Linked DNA regions of Pungitius pungitius: region 2 is linked to region 1. Evidence: chromatin contacts called from public Hi-C data. All regions are on one chromosome and are shown on one strand. The core of a region is the stretch at or near the end of the contact, and the rest is flanking DNA. Distances in the headings are between cores, read along the strand shown. Region 1 holds the start of atp6v0a2b (ATPase H+ transporting V0 subunit a2b). Region 2 holds the start of ficd (FIC domain protein adenylyltransferase).

The links. A called contact is a pair of places that touch in the nucleus more often than the background predicts.
Region 2: a contact with region 1 is called in a Hi-C map of muscle, with 5 times the contacts expected there. The contact joins the promoter of ficd here to the promoter of atp6v0a2b in region 1. A contact is called at or near these places in 2 of 2 Hi-C or Micro-C datasets (both in muscle).

Annotation. Positions count from the first base shown.
Region 1 is chr5:11,383,373-11,387,535 of fPunPun2.1, forward strand. atp6v0a2b (ATPase H+ transporting V0 subunit a2b) reads right to left here and starts at 1,897. Exons shown (of 20, transcript XM_037482830.2): 1 at 1,277-1,897; 2 at 824-902; 3 at 361-458; 4 at 52-189. The coding sequence starts at 1,393. It overlaps tctn2 (tectonic family member 2), which reads right to left. Exons shown (of 18, transcript XM_037483163.2): 12 at 4,131-4,163; 13 at 3,904-4,021; 14 at 3,717-3,820; 15 at 3,406-3,553; 16 at 3,141-3,284; 17 at 2,934-3,022; 18 at 2,569-2,796. The coding sequence ends at 2,687.
Region 2 is chr5:11,551,040-11,555,202 of fPunPun2.1, forward strand. It overlaps ficd (FIC domain protein adenylyltransferase), which reads left to right and starts at 1,987. Exons shown (of 2, transcript XM_037482619.2): 1 at 1,987-2,537; 2 at 2,725-4,163. The coding sequence starts at 2,267. The coding sequence ends at 3,806.

The DNA of each region.
Region 1 (4,163 bases), core at 647-3,146:
TGGAAATTCTGGTGAAAAGAATACAGCTTCATCATAGAATGACATAGTAACCTCTGATGTCTTCTGTACAAAGCTGCGGCTGATGCGCAGCATGTGTGTGTACTCTGTCAGCTCCAACAGATTTCTCTGCAGCTTCTCTTTATTCCTGGTGACCTCCCCTAACTCTACTTCTAGCCTCTGCAGCTGCTCCTGTGAACACAGAAACACAGTGATAATGGGCCCTGCAATGATAATAGTTATTCTATTCAAATTGAATTTTTAAAGATTTTACAGACTAAAAAAGCAGAATAAAGTGTGATTCCATATTCTACATAGAGAACGCAGAGCACTCAACACTGATTTAACGAACAAATAACTGACCATTATAGCCATGACATGCTTGGGCAAAGGAGCCACTGGGTTCACATCTCCCTCTGGCAGAGAAATGTCTGCTTTCTTGACTTCCCTCAGAAGGTATCCTTTTAAAAATAAAGGGCAAACTTTCAAAGACAAACAGTATAGTGGCTGGCCTTTAAGAAAAAACAAAAAAAACAACAACACTGGATGTACAGAAAGACATTGGGTTAATCTCTCCTGCTCATCGAATTATTTAGTTAGTTTAGCAGATTTCTCTGAAACCAGCTGACATTTCTCATGACTGTAGGGTCACTTGCTCGCTATTCCTTTCGGTCACGGCTTCTTGCTCATCTGCTTTGCTTCTTCACGGTTATCAGAGCTTTGTTGTAATCCTGCATAGGGCAAACATATTTGATCTACTGCCTTGACTACCTCAATGCATACACATATTACTGACAAACCGTATTAAATATCAATATATTCTTACCGAGGATCCTCTCCATCTCTTCACATTTTTTAATCTCATTGACATGTTTCCGCTGGAATGCGTTAACACTGGGATTGAGCTGAAAAAAAGGTTAAGAAACATTTAAAGTCAAGTAAGGCATTATTACCAATCTGCATTTCCACTTATTGTCATAATCATCATAAATTATACGTTAAGTAACTATACTTTAAAGTAACATTACATTTGACATCAATTGTGATCAATGGGATTAGGGCTTCAATGATTATTTCCTGCATTAATCGATTACTTGTTTGGTCTAAAATCGTCTGAAAAAATGACGTTATCTGCTTTCATATGAATTAAGATGTAAAATTCTATAGGCAAAAAAAGATAAACTGAAGAACAGTTCCTAGAGTGCTTTTCGATGTTTGCCAACTCTGCAATAAGTTTCAAAGTGAGACATTGATGGGGGGTGTCTCGGCCGGGACTTACGTCTCTGAACTCCACCAGCCCGAGCTCCCCCAGTTCAACGACGCAGTCGTACGCCGACCCGGACTGCAGAAACAGCTGGGCCAGACACATCTCTTCCCCTCGCAGCAGAGAGCACATCTTGCTCGGGTGTTTGACCGTACGTTTCCTGCTCGGTGAGATGACGGGCTAATGTTAGCAGGCTAACTGACGATAAAGTCGTTTCCGTAAATTGAGCACGTCAAGGGCGGTTGGTCGCAGTCCTGGTTCGGGCGTTTAATGTTTCCGCTCCGGTGATGATACAATGTTTGAGTTGCATAACGCAGACTTGAGGCAGCTGACGTTATTGATAAAGATGAGGCTGTTAGCTAATACGCTAGCTTAGCCACCGGTGAGCAGTGTCTTTAGTTCAAGGAAAAACTTGTTTGGACCAAGTTGAATCTGAAGTTGGTGACTCAACCGATATTATGACCGCTAAGGTAACATGTTGAATGCAGTAGTCGCGAACCGTCTGATAATTTATGAAGTATTTAGCCAATGTTCGCTGGTCCTATCCATAGTGATCCACGTCACTTCTCCAACTGTTGAATACGTTCAACTTCCACAATTCCACAGAAGTAGATGTTCCCTTGACCAATCCCCATCGCCCCCTGGAGTCTGCGCACTACACATCCGAAAATATGTGAGCCCTCAACGCAGTCTGCAGGCGGAGGTAAACACTTACAGCGCATGCGTCAACTGTACATTGTTCTTACATTGCAGTTTACATAAATAGACCGACCAGTCTCATTTTTACACTTTACTGTTTTGTTTTAAAACAATTTTTTTTACTTTAGTACAATCTGTATTCTTTCTGTGTATTTTAATTGTTATTTATTTGCTGCTCCTGGTTGGTTGAGGGTTATCAAACAATAGTTTGGCGTATCACTAAAATGATAAAATGACTTTGGGCTGTACAAAAAAATCACTCAACACAAGTGAAAAAATGTACAAATGAGGGAGAATTAGATACGTCTTAATAATTTTTAATCGTTCTTAGAACTAATAGCACAATTCAGTTGGATTAAATTGTGCTACTGACCTGGGGAGATCACACTAGGTCAGATTCGGTCAGCTGACAGCCAGCAGACTAAGTCACACTCACTGTTAGCCACATCCGAAAAGTATGCTTATTTTTAGTAAAATACATAATTCATTACCACACTAAATGGAGTGAGTCAGTAGTCAGGTGAAGTCATTCAGACATATTAATAAGAATGTTGATGAAGTAGTGATCAGAAGTATGATGTGAGAGTGAGTTTGAGAAATAAGTCATAGAAAAAAATAGTTTAATACAAAATTGCACACCAGTACAATAATATACATTTCAACAGCTGTTGTACAGTTGTATTTACATTTCAGTGACTTAAATATTATCTTGCTTTGCCCCGAGGTTTAAGTCCATGCCTGTCGGATCAGTCTCCAGGGGGTCCCAAGAATCGAGGCAATGATGAAGAAGAAAACTAAGATGAGGCCCTTAGCCAATGACTGAGAATATGGTTCACCTGGGGAGGATGGAAGTTGAAATGTCACAAATGGTACTGTCAGTATCTGTTTGTTTTTTTCAAACACAAAAAGAGATTCATATTTTAGAGCTGTAGTTCCAATTTGCACTGGATAGGTTGTAAAGGACTAAGCCTACCTGTGTAATACTTTGTCATGGGAAAGCCAAGCTCAGGCCAACACACATCATTTCTGTTGCAGTCATACTCTGTAAAGTTGACCTGAAACCTGGAGTAAAGAAAATAAATCATCAGACTCTAGGTAAGCATCAGCCAGGTAGCTGGCTGGGGGAGACCCATTTGTTTTGGCTCAAGTTAACAGCTCTCTGTAGAAGGGTGCATCTTGCCTGGTTTTTGGTGGTCCTGTGTTGATGGGAATGTCAGTAAAAGTGACTGAGGAGGTGATGGGGAACAACTTGGTCTCCAATGGGTCCATACATGGAGAGACATCCCCTCCTCCACAATCCAGGGCCCAAGGGGAGAGAGTGTAGCTACAAGTGGCCAAAATAGGATCCATGTTTTACAAAGACTTTTAAAAAGGTAAAACATAAAATGATTAACGGGTGCATGGAAAATGCATTTTACACAATGCATTTCAAAGAGTATACACACCTGACTAGCACCGCACGGATATCCCTTTGAGGTCTGCCTTCTACCATGCCAGTGATAAGACTCAATACATGGATATGCTGGTGGGATGGAACCCCACTGCATGAACTTGGGGTGTCATTCATGGTTGTGCTTGAGTTCAGTGTCACAACTGGAATTTATAAGTTTGTGTAACATGTAGTTATAATGTGAATAAGCTATTTGTAATAAAGAATAACAAAAATAAAGTTAAATTTAACAAATATCTCACACTAATATATATGAACTTTACTAAACTAAATTGTTGAATAAATTAATTCTTGGTTTCTACTTACAGCTTATGTTCACCCAGTCTGTCATTATTAGAGGATCTGGATTTCCACTCTTTGCCACATAGGTGGCTGTAATCAAAGCAGCTTGGAGAGAAGTAACAGCATCCCTAAAAAGGTTAAATACCTTATATTTTACTTACAATACAAACCTATCAATGGATAAATCATGACCTCAGGCTGAGCTACTGACCTGAGGAGATCACACTGGGTCAGGTTCTGTCGGCTGACAGGCAGCAGACATCCTGATGTGGAATTCTCCCCAAACAGAACTGGTTTCATCCCGGTAGTGGAACAAAGTCCATCACTCACTGTTAGCCACATCCGAAAAGTATGCATTGTTTTAGTAAAATATACATAATTCATTACCACACTAAATGGAGTGAGTCAGTAGTCAGATGAAGTCTGAATTAGTTTCACCTGGTTTCCAAACGTTCAGTGATGTCCTCTGCA
Region 2 (4,163 bases), core at 737-3,236, 170 kb after region 1:
CTTATAGTCTGGAGTAGCCTTTGGGTTAAACTGCAGCCACAGTCTTATGTTTCCCATGATGCAACACGGGGCACCTTGTTATGAAAAGGTCAGCGCCTCGTTAACACCTACAGTGCGTCCATACAGCCAGACGGAATTTGACTTCAGGAAGTCGAGTAGCTGAGACATGATTTAGTGTTGGGTTCATTTCTCATGCAATAGAAAAAATAAAAAACAGTGAAGGCTCTATTTAAATGTATTTTTTAATGCCACCAGCACCTTTTTGCATGCAAGGTTTTTTGCATTATGGAGTGAAGGCTTCTAAGGCAGAGAGATACAATAAACGTGTCTTGGTGCAGAAGGAAAAATGATACAGCGCTGAGTCTGATTAAAGCCACAGATGACCATGGACATGCCTCGACGATAAGAGAGACGTTCTTTCTTCAGTTAATCCTTGGCAGCATGTTGATTACATATCATTGTGGTTTCTTTCTTCTTCTTTTTTTCACTGAATGTCAAACAAATGCAACATACTATTAGCCATAATAACATGCTACAGCTCTGTCTTTGCTTTGTGGTGGAGCACATGAATAACAGTGAAGAAATAACGCAGCTCAAGCACTATCCTCCAAGGTGAAGCTGCTGTGGGTCAGAGCAGCATTGGGGCTCTGTGGTGCTAAATGAGGTTACTGTGCAGCTCCACAGCTCAATGGGAGCACAGTGTGAAACATAACTTGACAAATTAAAAAAAAACTAAAATTCAGAAGGACCTACGTAATCTTTAAAACATAAAATCTTCCACGCGTTGTTCATTCATAACTTCCTCTGCCATGTCTGTGGCGTCAGCATGTTGTTGCAATGACAGGCTGTGACTATCAGCTCGGCTGCCATCTGCTGAAGATATGTATAATAGTGTTGGCTCTGGCACAAAGCCAGGAATCAATCCTTATCACCACAGGCTCTTCCCAGCTGGTGGAGGGGTATATTCTCTATAAATAGTTTTCTTTTTTAATCATAAAAGACACTAAACTAAATACCAATGACAAGAAGGAAAAATGCAACAGGAATGGAAAGATGACCATGGTAATAGAAGGCAGGAGTAAGAAGTTAAACTCCATACAGAGCTTCATAAACATATAGATTTGTCTATGGCATTCACAAACTGGATTGCACGAGAAGAAATCTTGATGAAGGGGATTTTGAGGCCAATTCTCTCCAGTCTTCAGGGGATTTGCAGGCTGGGATGTTTTAACCACATAGAAATGCTGCCCTCTTCTGCTTGTTGTATGCTTGTAATAAGATACAAGATTCAAGATATTCATTGTCATGTGTGCGGTTATCAAAGTTACAAATTCTTATAATGCAATGTCCTCCTTCCACATAATTACAATAAAACACTAAACAGAGAAAGATATTGGAATGAACGAGCATAATCTAATAATACTATGTATTAGTATTTAATGTAGCATCAAACCAATTTTGCATTAAGATTATTGCTATTATGTAAAGGATGAGCAACCCCAATTTCAATCTCATTCTTAGAGATGTCAATAGCTTTGGCGAACACTGCCACCAAGGCCGAACACCTGTTTTCATATCCATTTTGTGTTTTCTTACTTACTTACTGACAATAAACTATGATAACCCAAAAGAAATAGGGACCAATTCATTTATATTTTATCTAATTAAACAGAGTATCAAATAGGTAGGTTTGAAATGGAAAAATCATTGTTTCACCTACGGAAACATGAATATCAGCCCTAAAATAAGCAAATATCCATTTGTAATATGGTGCCTGTTAAAAACAACTCATCATAGTACACCACGTGACAGATTAAGTCAGAAGTGTTGCGATGGTTTCAGCCTCGCCTGGAAGGCTACACTTAGGGTGGCACTGTACTGTGTTTTGTACTAACCAATCAGAGTCCTTTACGAACTATTCGTTGTATTGCTGCGTTTTCCGCCAATCAGCAGCACTCTTGTACATCTTTTGACCAATGATATTCCAGGATGTTCAGACCAAGGAAGTTGGTGACGTTTCATGTGTCTACATTTTGTACACAACTTTACCGACGAACGAGAACAAGTCAGCCGCCTTCTAGTCGTTAATTGGTCGGTGTTTTAGAGTCACATAACGGAAGAAGATTTAAGTTGACCTCAGCTTCCGTTAGCTTACTTTCGGGCTGAATCTCCTTGAACATGTCTTCCTGCCGGTCAGCGCGAGCCGGGGTGGACCTACGCGGCGACCCGCATCACTAGAAGATGGAGGGGTTGACCCGGGATTGTCATGGCTGCTGCTGTGAAGGCGTGTTACACCAGCGGCCGCTTCCTGGGAGGATGGTGCCCGCTGCTGTGTGTCCTCCTCGGCTTTCTAGTGGCCGTCCTGATGCCCCTGGTGGGGGAGGAGGACCGATGCTGCGCCTCCCTGAGGGGCTTCGCGCAGCTCCGCTGCCAGCTGTGGGGAAGCTCTCCGCAGCCTCCAGCTGTGCAGTCCACCAGCCTCACCGTCCCTTTTACGGCCCTGGATGTTCTGCCTCTGAGGTCCAAGCCGAGCAAAGGTACCAAAGCCCCAGTGATGTACTCATCCACTTGTACAAGATTGTTGAGACAAGATTCCCCTAAATGTCCACTTTCTATGCATGTTGATTCTCAAATACAGCTGCCTTTACATATAATGGTCACTGCAGGAGCAAGGTCCTCAATCTCCAAAGTTTCTTTTCAATGCCCTGCACATTGTCATTGCAGAGATGAAGCTGGAGGCCAAAGCGGCGCTGCAGCTGGCTCTTGAGATGAGGAAACAGGGGAAGAAGGAGAAGGCTCACAAGCTGCTTGTGCACGCACTCGTCATGAATCCAGACTTTGTGGATGCCCTAACGGAGCTGGGCACCATTCTGGAGGAAGAGAAGGATGTTGTCCAGGCAGACCACCTCTACACCAAGGCCTTGGCCATCTCACCGTGTAACGCCAGAGCCCTGGTCAGCCGGGACCGAACTCTTCCCCTGGTGGAGGAGATCGACCAGCGTTACTTCAGCATCATTGACAGTAAAGTGCGCCGGCTTATGTCCATACCCAAAGGCAACTCGGCCCTGCGCAGGGTGATGGAGGAAACCTACTACCACCACATCTACCACACGGTGGCCATCGAAGGCAGCACGCTCACTTTGTCCGAGATCCGTCACATCATCGAGACTCGCTACGCCGTCGCCGGGAAGAGCCTGCAGGAGCAGAATGAGGCCATCGGCGTAGACGCCGCCATGAAGTACATCAACACCACGCTGCTGTCCAGAACAGGGACCATGACTGTGAGTGACATCCTGGAGATACACCGACGGGTGCTCGGGCACGTGGACCCCGTGGAGGGGGGAAGGCTGCGCACCAGCCAGGTGTTTGTGGGCCACCACATCCCACCACACCCCCAAGACCTGCAGAGACACATGCAGGAGCTGGCGCAGTGGCTCAACAGCGAGGAGGCCCTGCAGATGCACCCTGTGGAGTACGCGGCCCTCGCGCACTACAAGCTGGTCTATGTGCACCCGTTTGTGGACGGGAACGGACGCACGTCGCGGCTGCTCATGAACCTCGTGCTCATGCAGGCGCGATACCCGCCGGTCACCATCCGCAAAGAGCAAAGGGCCGAGTACTACGCCGCGCTGGACACGGCCAACGAGGGGGACGTACGGCCGTTCATCCGCTTCATAGCCAAGTGCACGGAGATGACGTTGGACACGTTGCTGATTTCTACCACCGAGCATGCGGTGGGCCTGCCGGGAGCCAGCCAGGAACACGCCTGCCCTGACTGCAAACAGACCATCCCGATTCACAACTGAGCCGGAGGCGGAAGATCGGAGCACTTTCTTAGGATTGTGTTTTGTTCCCTAACCCTTTTGCTTCAATTCATTGGGATTCTCCAGGGTGTTGAATAGAATAGTTACACACTGTTAGTGTGCGATGATATGCCAACAGTAGGGATTATGGATTTCTATTACCATCAGAATACTACTGGTGAGGTGAGGATAGTTTTCCACTTGAGATGCTTCAGAGTGAAGTGTGGAAACATTCAGGTGATTATCATCTTTGAGATAAAGGTGATGCCTTTAACACTGTAAAGAAAATTGTTTCATGTATATGATTATTTATTTTAAATTAAGTATTTTTACAATTGACAAGCTTGTGTAATTTTGAAA